2 separate regions of the Triticum aestivum genome follow, and region 1 is linked to region 2. Evidence: chromatin contacts called from public Hi-C data. All regions are on one chromosome and are shown on one strand. The core of a region is the stretch at or near the end of the contact, and the rest is flanking DNA. Distances in the headings are between cores, read along the strand shown. Region 1 holds the start of LOC123096045 (E3 ubiquitin-protein ligase HOS1). Region 2 holds the start of LOC123096043 (CBS domain-containing protein CBSX3, mitochondrial).

Region 1 (6,024 bases), core at 2,981-5,480, 510 kb after region 2:
GGTTTCTGACGTTCCAGAAGAACTTGTGCTATCTTTGGATGTGTTTCCTTGCTAGAAATCTTAGGAAGAAGAGAGCATGCCTCCTGCACAAAGAGTAGATGTGCATCACAATGAAAGTTAATTGACTAAAAGAAGAGTATTTACTGAATAAGCATGTTCACTATATACAAGTAGAACTCAAGCTCCGATGTCACTTGCACCATAAATGGGGAAAGGGGGACTTCACTAGAATTCATAGAACAAATGATTGTTTTAAGCAAATTGCTAGTGAATAAGCAGGTTTAGTATATACAAGTAGAACTCAAGCTCTGATGTCACTCACACCATAAAAGGGGAAAGGGACACTTCACTGGAATTCATAAAATAAATGATAGTTTTAACCCTTAAGCAGCATATATTGGAAATAACAATTCAGTGGAGGGCAAGTAAAAGGCAGAAACTAAAGGGACAGTTTCAACACAATACACATCTCCATTTACATGCTTATTCAGTACGGTAACAATATAAATTCTGTATGAGTAGCTAAATTAATAGGGGGTGCAAAACTGGTTCCAAGGGATTAGACCCCACATAGCTTGAAGTTCAAATGTATTTTGTACAAATAAGCAAGTTTTGTTTCATGGGATTACAGTCCAAAAGTGAGTGCAAAACTGTACAGGACTTGCAGAAAACAAACCCAATAGACTAACAGACTCCCTAGATAAATGCTAAAATGGCACCCTAACAGCTGAACTACTGAAAGCACTCTCCCTCTCCTTTTCAAAATATTGTCCTCCAAAGCAACTGAACAGAACAATAAAATAAAGATATGATGAGAAATAGCTCTACTTTACTTCAGCACCCAAAGACTAGGCAGCCCAATCACCCCAAAAGGGTCTTCTACAATAAGTAAGTTTGAAGCAATTGTCACCATATAATGTGAATAGCTTTGATCAAATATGAAAGACAGGTAATTCAAAAAGCGGTGCAGATCACTCAAATAAATGTCAAACTCAACTTCACAGGCAAAATAGGAAAATATAATTAACTATTTGACTTGGACAAAGAAAACATTTAAGGAATCAGATATATGCACAACCCATGCACCATAGCTGAGAACATCATGTCGACAGAAGACAGGTGTTAATCAGTTACCTCCAGAGCCTGTGAAGAGTGGTCGTCCAGAAGATAGAATACTAGGCATTCGAGCAACGTTCTACAGGAGATCCCAAATGTAGCAGCAAAATCATCCACCAGATACCTCCATTCTGAATCTGGTCTGGTCCAATGCCGATCAAATATGTAGTATAAGAACTAAAGAATGTCAAGGAAACCAAAAAAGTAGCATGTTTCAATGTTTGTGAGTAGCATTGTAAATGTTGAATTCACTATCAGATAACAAAAAAGGATACAATTGCTTGCTTTGCAATCACCATGTCAGATCCTCCGTGAAGAAACAGTACATCAACTGCCTCACGCAAGTTTTTAAATGGGTAACTATTGACACTAAACTGATCAATTGTATAAGAGAACTCAAATGCTGATTGTTCATTCTGCAGACATGTGATTTCTGCTTCTTCCTCATTATCCCTATAACTTTGTTGACCCCCAAGGTTTTGTAGTGCCTGCTCGATGAAAAGTATACCCTGGTTGACTTCGTTGTGACCTGATGATTTACCAGAGAATTCAGGCCATTGTCGTTCCTCTGCAGACTTTTTCCTTTCAATCACATCAGCACTCCAAGTAGCAAAACTAGCATGGCGTGAGCAAATTTTCTCAAGAAATTCATGCCTGGTGCACCATATCATGGCTTCCAAATGCTGTAGGAAAAACTCCAAAATTAACACTTCAGGAAGAAATAATGATGGTGTAAGAAACATCTGATTACTTTTCTTCTAAAGCATTTCAGTGAAGAACAATTGATGATCAACATACATGAAAAAGATAAGAGAAACAAAAAGGGAAAGAGAAGATAAAGATGGATAAATGTAGTTGTAGTTGTCCATATTCCAGTCTTACTTGAGCTATGTATCCAAATCGATTCACGCAACCCATGAATAGAAAGTAAGCTGTTGAATGAATCTACACCTCCCAGCATAATCAACTCATAGCAAAACCCAACTACCATGCATAGCAGAACTTAATATTTAGATTGTTGACAGTGACATAAAAGCCCTAATAGCCATGGATTTAAGAAATAAGACCTGCTTTGCCTTCATTGTGTTCTCGATGAGATGATGCAGGTCATTTACATGAGCTGCCTCTCTGAAAGATGCGATCATAGCTTCAACAACAGTGGATATCCCTGACAGCTGCACTGCAAACTTTTGCATCTGGGATAACTTAGACTTCATCGTCTCTAATCCAGATCTATCTAAGATGTGGTTAAGGTGTTATTTAACAATATAATCTTGCCTCTCCCTCAACATGCATGGCTGTGCTTGCACGAAGAGATGAAAGGCTAGTCAAAAATATATAAATTCTGTAACTGGAACTGGTTAAACATTGGTGGATACAAATCGTGCATATCTCTGATATGAGTGCCTTAACAGCCCTCTTGCACCAGTCCTTGATGACCACCTCGTCCAAAAGAAAAGCCAGAAGTGGATCACTTGACACAGCATTCTCATCCAAACAAACATCTGTTATATCTGGTCTAAATGTCAAGGTAACAGAAGGAAAAGAGAAGACACTATGTAAACAATTAAGATGAAACTGTGTCTATCAGCCTAAAGCGAAAGTAGCCTTCTAAAGAGGATACAGTGGCAAATCAGGGAAACTAGATTATTCTGAAGCGCAACATCAAACAAGGAATGCAGCCGCTGGACGTCCATGTTAACAGGATCACCATGGCCTTCCTTTTCCTGAAACCTTTCATCATGCTGCTTAGAGATAAGGCCGACCTCCAAGCACTTGTGGTAAAGGCGGAGCCGCACTCTTTTTCCATTATCAGGTATTGGACTTCTGCAAATTGGGCAGACATCACATCTCTGGCTACACTCGGCACATAACGATGCATGCCCACATGAGTTAAGCACATGCTGCACATAGCGGCCGCAGCTACTCAAGTCCCTAGTTGCACGGCAGTGCTCAATTCTAGCCTCCTTGCTCAGCTCAATGAGATCAATGGACGCCAACTGCTCCAAAGCATTCTGCCAACATAAACTTCATTTTTCAGTAACTAGCCACAACACTTTACCACATAGAAATATGCTTTTATTTCCTAAACCCTATATACCGTGCTCGTTCAAAAGACAAACATATAAATCAGTAGAACTTGGTATTTGTATTCACTTAATTAATTTACACCATACAGATTTACTAAATGAGCATTATGAGAAATATAAGAAACAAAAAAATGTTGAAGTCACATGTGCAGCCAAACAGTTAAGCAGCTTGACATGCGAATGGATCATGTGCAATAGTTTATTCAGAACAAATCAAAAACTATCCCTACAACTGAAAGATACTCACAGCGACTCAGACAAGCCAATTCCTTTGTAACAACTAGTCGCGAAGAAACTGAGCTTAGCAGGTGGTGTAGCTACTGCGTTGCATAACCACCATGTGATTGCTACAAGGGATGTGCTCTGCAATGCTAGCAATATATTCATGTGTTTACAGCTGACTCCGTACCGAATCGGCCCATTTCAAGTGTTACCCTCTTGTACTACTAACTGGTAACTACATTTACCAACTAAGGACGATGACAACATGCAAGAGTGGTGACCACAACCTTTTACTCTTGACCAACCCAGCGCCCTGGCAGGTGAGTCGAACCGAAACCGACATCTGCAGACGGTAGCTATTCTACCATGGGGCGGGATTCAGATACGGGTGCTAACGGCTGGCTCGAAGCTGTAGGTAACCAAATTCCACTAGCGAGGGGGCGTTGCTACAGAAGCACGGACCTGGACGGCGGCGCTGCCGTACTTGGGAGGGTGCCTCGGCGACGAAGGGAGCGCCTCCATCCGCGAACCCTCTCCAGCACCCACGGCTTGCTACCGCATCAACCGTGGCTCCGGGCGGCGCGGCTCGCGGGGGAGAGAGTGGCGCCCGGCGAGGGAGATGGAGGAGCCGGGAAGGGGGAGGCGCGGCGGCAGTGCGGCCGGTCCGGGGGGAGGCGGCTGGCAGCAGTGGCGGAGCTAAGCAATCTGTCAAAGGCGACCTAGGGCACGGAGTCGCCGTCTCGCGGTCTCGACCAGACGAACAGGCATTTCGCGAGCAACTGGATCGGCTCCTGCGCTCCAGCCCGGTCAGGCCCGCAGGATGCCCTCGTCGCCCTGGCCTGCTTGCTGTTTTTCTTTTTGACGGAGCTGGCCGGCCCAAGGAAGCGGCCTAGCTGGCCCAATTATAGACCGGCCGGCGTTTCTTTCTTTTTCCGAGAACTGCCGAAATCACTAGTTAAGGTGTACCCTTGCCGCTGTCGTCATCACCATCTAAGAAATTTAGGTCTCCTCGTCTCCGGCTGCCATCTTGGTTATGAGAGGTGAGGGGACCTCGGATCTTCAAGATCTTTATGTTCTTCGTCAACGTCTAGTGACCATCATAGTTTTGCGAGAAGAAATTTCCTCTCGTTCTTTTGGCGGTGTCATGAGGTTTGAGAGTTTTTTGTCCTCGCTGATCCGATTATTCGGATCTGATGAGCTTATGTTGCCGTGTGAAGCTTTTTTTGTTGGTTTGATTCTTTTGTGGGGGTGAAATCTTGCATCGACGCCATGGTGAATATATAGTGATTCGACAGCCTGCACTTCTAGGGGATCATCCCGGCCCAAGTACGTTCGCCGATCAAGACTTCCCATCTTTTTGGATGGGCGACTCAAAGCGCTTTCAAAAACCATTATTGGTAATGTTCGCGCGGGTGAAAGGGTGACTGTTGGAGATATGCCCTAGAGGCAATCATGTATGATGATATTTCCTATGTGTTTATGAATAAAGATAGTCCTTGGACATTATCAATGATGTGTATCAGCAAGTACGTGACTTGTTTGTGGGACTATGGATGTATGATGACTGTCCTAAAAGGTCCCTAGTCGAAAGGGCTGTGTGGACGCGCAGCCGACTAGACTAGCATGTGACATGGTCGATGGCTTGGTATCACTAGCCATGGAGCATTGGATACTAACCGGATAATATGGACTTGGAAGGATCTGGTCGGATTCGACGTAGTCGGATCCGAGTCGAGATAAGGTCTGAGTCGGACAGACCCAACTATGAGACGCAGCGATATGTCATCTGTGAGTCTCTAGTACAACATACGTTCTATGTCCTAAGACCTGAGCTGGCACATGTACTCGGGGTGGTGACAGACCTGTTTTGGGCCGACCAAACGCTACTCCGTGATTGGATAGTTACAAAGGTAGGTTTCGGGCTTGTCCAAACCCATGCTGCGAGACATGGTCGAGCAAGATGGGATTTACCCCTCCGATCATGAGAGATATACTATGGGCCCCTCGTGTGATCCGATCAGGATAAGCATGGCCATGCGATAAGGATTATGAGATAATCATGTTTGTGGTCGGCATCACTGGAACGAGAAAGAGGTCGGGCTAGCACAAGGATGACAGACTCGCCTTGAGCCCGACAACATATATCGTGTGGAAAAAGGAATAGAAGTGTGATGTACAGGTTCGCCTAACCAGCTTCATTGTCTACTTGATGGTTGGCACGCCTTGCTAGAGGCCGCTACCAGCCGAGCAGGTCAGAGGTGATCTAACCTGCGACCAAGACGACTTGAACCTAAGGGGTCGCGCGCTTAAGGGAACGAACCTGTGAGGCCGGATCAGACTCCACATGTCAGATGTGATCCTACTCGGACTCGGATCCCGGCCGAACAGATTTTGGGCTTTAGGGTCCGTGCGAGGCCCAAGTGTTGAGCCCGCGACGGACGCCTATATAAAGTGGAGGTGCGGCACACTCATTTGGTGGATCGTTTCGCCATTGTCACTAGGGTTTGCATGTGTTGCGAATAGCCACCTCCACTCGCCGCCGACTGTGTGATCGGACCTAGCAGTCCATCGCACGGTGTTCCTCCTGCACGCACGG
Region 2 (6,046 bases), core at 3,280-5,779:
GGCAAAGACTTTCAAGATGTGCTTCTTGCTACAAACTTTTCCCCGACTGCCAGAAAAAGAACTACAGTACAACTTTCACTTACCTTGCATGACATATCAAAGCTAATGTAGCGACACATTTAACCGAATGACAGTCAACAACAAGGGGTAAAAAACATTAGCACGGCGAAACTCAAGTATCCTTTCCAGGACACTCCCAAGCTTTATTCTGCGTCTATCACCATCAGCTGAGATGGATGGTCTATACGCTCCAGAAACAAGTGCGTGGCGGCGCGCGCGGCCACGGAAATATACACTAAATAAGCAGGAAAACATCACACACCCAAATTCAAGTTCAACGGCCATTGTCCGCGAAGAAACACGGCCTATTTCGTCATCATCACCCTGGTCGTTATTCGAGTTCATTCAAAGGGACGCCCTGCAAAACGGCGGGGTCCTAGTACCCACCCTGGATGTAGGCGTTGAGCCGGTTCAGCTCCTCCTTGTGCTCGCTGACCACCGCGCGCACCACGTCGCCGATGGAGACCATCCCCATCATCTCGGTGCCGCTTATCACCGGGATGTGCCTGATACGCTTGTCTGCACGCCGTGCCATGGTTAGGGTTCAGTGCTTTACAGACCATCTGGTGTCCAATGACAATCGATCAGGCGGGGTTATGTTACCTGTCATCAGCTGCATTGCTTTCAGGACTCTGGTTTCAGGTTTCACCGTGATCAGCTTGTTCTGTCAAAATGATGCTTTGTCAGTGAAGCTCGGCGTGTTCACATAATTGTCGTTCACATGCTTATGACAGAATTTTTGTTCGACAAAAAATCAAAACATCCCCTAAAAAAATGAGAACATGGTATGAGCGGTACCTCTTCGGTCATGATATCTCCAACTTTGGTTGACTTGGAGGATCGACCCTGCACTATGATTTTCCGGAGATAATCTGAAAAGGCAAGTAACATAATGTTTGTTACATAGGTAAATCTTGGTTTACAAAGCTCGTCAGGTTTGCTGTCCTGTTCTTTTGATCACTATGTAGTATTGGTTTTATTTTCAGGCACATCTTCATATACTCCTATTTTGCCAGAGTGGCAGTCAGAGTTGGCATTGATGCTGGCTGATACTCCCTCCGCTCACTATTATAAGATGTTTCAACTTTTTCCCAATCGGATGCATATAAACATGTTCTAGTGTGTTTGTTCACTCATTTCAGTCCGTATGTAGTCCATATTGAAATATTCAAAACATCTTACAATAGTGAATGGAGGGAGTACTATGGAGATTATAGGCGAAGGGGTCAATGACTCGATGAGATCATAGGTGAATGAACAAGATCTTTGCGACTGTGAGGGTTTGAGTGGCGGGTCCGTAGTTGGCAACCGTTAAGGGTTCATCTGACTTCAAAGAAATTTATGTGGATTTTTTATGCTAGCTGGAGGTTCAGGATCAGAGTTCAACCATTTATGGGCACAATGGTCCAAAGCGTTTATGGTAGCTGTAGGTCCGGGATCAGAGTTCAACTATTTAATGGCACAATAATACATGGTTCAAACTTCAAAGCATATACATGGTCCTTTTTATACCTGAACTCTCCCTAATAAAATACTTAATGCCATTCTTTTTGTTGGGAACTCATGGTAACTTGGTGGCTGCAATTTCAACATGAGAATGGGATCATCAAATGTTCTTTCATGTATATGTTCCACTTGATAGGGCCATACAGGCTTGTGGCACACTATCTGCAGGTTCTTGATGCATGATGCGTTAAGATTTATTAACCAGTCCTAAGACTCTTGACTGACAGTAATTATAATGCATGTAAGAAACAAGGGTTGTCATCTTTTATAAAGCATTTCCACCTTCACCATACAGCTTTTACTCACAACCCTTCATATTATTCTTTTTTTTCTTTATAATAATGTAGAATAAAGAAGGCAAGGGCATAAACCAAGAAAATGTAAATAACTTTCTAACGTTTCCTCTTTTAGCACGTGATTTGGTCTGTTTCCATCACAGAGTGTTTATAGACTGATTTACCTCTCTCTGTGACGATGCCCGCAATTGATTTATCTTCCCCAGGTTTAACAACCACCAAAGCTCCCACATTGTGCTGTGTCATCTGTTGAATCTCTTTTTGTCACTCAAAATCATAAATATTTTCTACTTATGGAGTAATATGACCACTGGGCTAGAAGGGAAATCATACCGATTTGACAGCATCATAGACACTGTCATCAGTGGTGCACCAGAGCCATGATCCATCAGCACTCTTCCCTTTGGACTTCAAAATATCTGCAACGGTGCTGCTCTCAAATCCACTCTCCTCTATTTGAGCAGGTGATACTGACATGAAGCGCGGGAACACAGCAGGCAGCATAGCAGGCTTCACAACACTGATGTGTTGCAGGACAGCAGATTTGAGCACACTGCCATGTGATCCGATAGCTTGAATTGCTCGCTGCATTTTGTTCTGTGTCAAATCATACATAAAGAAACAATTACTTCATTTCTAACCAAGGGGACAATTGACTTGTGACTTCTTCGATATTAGAAAGAGTAGTACTTTCCTAGTTAGAATGAAGATGTTATAGACAGTTTTTCAAAGTACAGTGAAAAAATTGAATAATATAGACCAAACAGTATCTCTATACGACCGAAAAATTCAATCCCAAAAATGACTAGTAAATAATATCATAAACTGATTCTTTCAAGAAGATGAGCTATTAGACACGCAGCACACGATGTTGGGAAACACTAAACTGAATAGAATGTGAAAAGGAGGTGAAGTACATATGAGGAAAAAGATGGGACTTTAGTAATGACATGTAACTCAACTGCGGAAGTTTGCACTAAAATGAACCAAGGCTAAAAGCAAGTTTTTCCCAAGTTCACAAGTTTTTTGGATTAGGTAATTTGCCTTCTCGGAACCGGGGCCAGAACCAAAGTACTCCCTCCGTCCCATAATATAAGAGTGTTAATGTCAAAAACGCTCTTATATTATGGAACGGAGGGAGTACATGGTAAGAAAATTACAGCACAGGAGGAAGGTGAACAATTACATGACTTCAATATGTGGGATTGGCTAAAACTAAGGATGCTGTCAGACAAAGCAAAGAGACTAGTTCATAACCATACGATGGCAGTTGACTATAACAGAGAATAAAAAAATGTGAAAGAGTGGATAAGTGGAAGCATTTGCTCAATAATGTAGCTGTGCTCACCATTCAACATAAACAAACAAACCTATCTCCATCCTACAGGAAGCACCACATCAAATTAGAGCTAGTTCCTACTTCCTAGTGTGCTTATGCCGTGAAAAGGATGCCGAGCTTATCTATCATTTTGTACACTAGCCACTAATACCGGAGAAAAGTGATTTATGCACAGAAAAATCGGTCGAATTAGTCCTCAATTTTTCTTTTGTTGAATCATCTGTTAGAACTGAACCCGGCACGTCAGCATAGCCACGTAGCATGTCCTGCCCACTAATCAATTTCATTTGGACTTATATATACTTTAGAGAACCCACTATCAATATGTCCACCCACCCTACTTGATGTGATGTGTTAACGCAACATCTTTATATGTCTCTGGCAGGACGTTTCAGAGTTTAGCAAACTAGGAGCATTTATTCATGTCACAATCAAAGAAATAAGGAATCACCAACGAAGAGGGAATCCAACTGACGCCTTTCACCCGGAACACTGAGCTATATGCACTCCCAAGGTGCTCGATTCGGCGCTATGGACTCGCTCCCGGCTCAAGAACCGAACGAACAACCGGATCACGCACCACAAAACAAGAGGGACACGCATGCCTTGAAGGAATCCTAGAACCAAATAACTTGTATTTCTTCTACTTGTGCAACCACGAACTGATTATGAAATGAAACACTCGCTAATCTGGACAGACAAAACTAAGGAAACCAGGAAAGGAAACAGATCAAGCGCAACAGAAGAAATCACAGAAAGAATGAAACGTACTTTCCGGTCACGGCTTTCCGCCTCCTTTCAGCGTCTCTTTCCTCTGCTAAATCTAAGGTGAACAGTAGCCGGGTAGCAGAATGAGATGAAAAACAACAGATCGTGGAGAAACCTAGAGGAACAACGCCGGGAGCACACTCATCTGACCCTTCTGCTCGCTTCAAGATGACAGCACGCACTGTAGACGCATTTCTTTCAGAACTAATACCTCCACAGATCGGTCATGAACTAGGCAGCTAGTACTACGGATCGACCCATCGCATGGATTTGGTTGGACCGGAGGAAGGGGGAGGAGGAGAGGCCGCTTTACCTGCGTGGCCGCGGGACTGAGCTTCGGTTCTGGGAGGAGCAGCGAGTTGCGGGGAGGAAGAAGATGGGGGAGGGACACTTGTGATGCTGGGAGGCAATGGTGGGGGGTGACGAGCGCTAATTAAAGCGACACTCCGCTGCTCTCGCGGTGAGGTGGTGGAGGCATGTGAGGGCACTCGGTCTTATCCACACGGCCCTGTTTGCCCTGCACTTTTGGTTCCATTCTCTTTTGTTTAACCTTTTGTTTTGGACTTTCGGTTCTCCAGCTGGTACTCTACTCTGCTCAGTTTCTTGTAAACAATCACGCAACTGGGGCGTGCCAGAAATGACAGGATGCACACGGACTCGTATGCACTTCTCCGTTTCTCCGTTTCTTTTGCCAACAATCTCACTTTATTTCGGTGGCAAAAAGACTATCGCTTAATTTGTTAGCCAAGTAGCACTAACTCCCGGTTTATTGATCCCTTTTGTATTTTGTGTCAAATGTTGATTATAGATTTAAATAATAAAATGTTAATGCATATCATTTTCATTGGATTCGTACTTGAATATAGTTTCCTATAATATTGTTTTTGTTATGTATAGCTTATATTTTATTAGTTAAAATCGTAATCAAAATGTAATTCTGAATACGAGGTGACTAATAAATCAAGACGGAGATAGTATAAGAGCATCTCTAGCATATGTGCTATCCCGCTGTCGGTCCATAAATTTGTGGGTTCTTTAGCGTTTCCGGGCCGAAATAGATGTTGTATATTTGCATTGGCTCGTAAAAATTATACGGGCGGCCAGCATACCGCCCCCTCCGCCGTGTACCGGGGGGGGGGGGGGGCGTTGTTTTAGGGTTCCCGTCTCAGATCGATTCCACCCCCCTCTGCCACAATCCTCTTCCCGTTTGCCACCGTCTATTCTTAGTTGTCGCAAGCTCATCCAGTCGCCCCCCTCCCCCCTCCAACCGTCCTGCCGTCGAGCCATGGCGCTCGGCGCATGCGCGCAACGGCGGGAACCACGCGTGGCATCGCTTCGACGAGATCCACGAGGCGCTCTAGTCATCGACGAAGAAGCTCCGTGAGGCGGAGGTCGCGCGCTTCGAGTCGAAGAAGGTGTTGGAGGCCGGCGAAGAGGGCGCAGCCGCACGCTTCGAGGCGGACGCAGAGTACGAGCTCGCCTACAGCCTCTACCGCCCCGACTGCGAGTTCTACCTCGGCGTGAAGCCGTGAGCCGCCGACGGCCCTCCGTCGTTTCTAGTTTTAAAGTTTAGTTTAGTTTGTTTGTGATGAACTCCGGTGAGGTTCGGACTTTCTATTTTAGCGGTAACTTGTTTTAGTTGAAGTTTTGAAATTTACGGTATCATATCCGGCATCTGTTCTGCGTCGGAGATAAACTGCCCACAAAATCGATTTAGGGCGAACCATAAATCGATTTTGCGGGGAGGGGATTTAGCACATCTGCTAGAGATGCTCTAAGGGCGTCTGCACACCGACCCTCAAAGCGCCAGCATCAGTCCAGACCAAGCGTTCAGAAAGTGTTTTGTCATCCAAGATGGACCTGTATCGGTCTACCAACCCGTCCGGACACGCTTTTTCCCTCAAATTGGAAGCAAACTGAGAGGGGGGCTTTACGAAAGTCTAGACCGTCGCCACGTAGGACTCCGACACCCCGGCCCACTCAAATCCCCCTCTCAGTTCCATTCTCTTCCACTTCTCCTTCGATGCCGCTGATGTACCTCTTTGGTCACCACTACGGCACCGTCCACCCAGGATCC

The links. A called contact is a pair of places that touch in the nucleus more often than the background predicts.
Region 1: a contact with region 2 is called in a Hi-C map of leaf, with 5 times the contacts expected there. The contact joins the promoter of LOC123096045 here to the promoter of LOC123096043 in region 2. A contact is called at or near these places in 3 of 5 Hi-C or Micro-C datasets (all in leaf) and 1 of 1 datasets of contacts at active chromatin or transcription factors (leaf).

Annotation. Positions count from the first base shown.
Region 1 is chr4D:42,300,450-42,306,473 of IWGSC CS RefSeq v2.1, forward strand. It overlaps LOC123096045 (E3 ubiquitin-protein ligase HOS1), which reads right to left and starts at 4,231. Exons shown (of 10, transcript XM_044517628.1): 1 at 3,891-4,231; 2 at 2,741-3,131; 3 at 2,496-2,630; 4 at 2,184-2,353; 5 at 1,392-1,799; 6 at 1,135-1,293; 7 at 1-83. The coding sequence starts at 3,950.
Region 2 is chr4D:41,794,111-41,800,156 of IWGSC CS RefSeq v2.1, forward strand. LOC123096043 (CBS domain-containing protein CBSX3, mitochondrial) reads right to left here and starts at 4,530. Exons shown (of 6, transcript XM_044517626.1): 1 at 4,283-4,530; 2 at 2,196-2,459; 3 at 2,027-2,108; 4 at 859-932; 5 at 664-724; 6 at 158-579. The coding sequence starts at 2,453. The coding sequence ends at 437.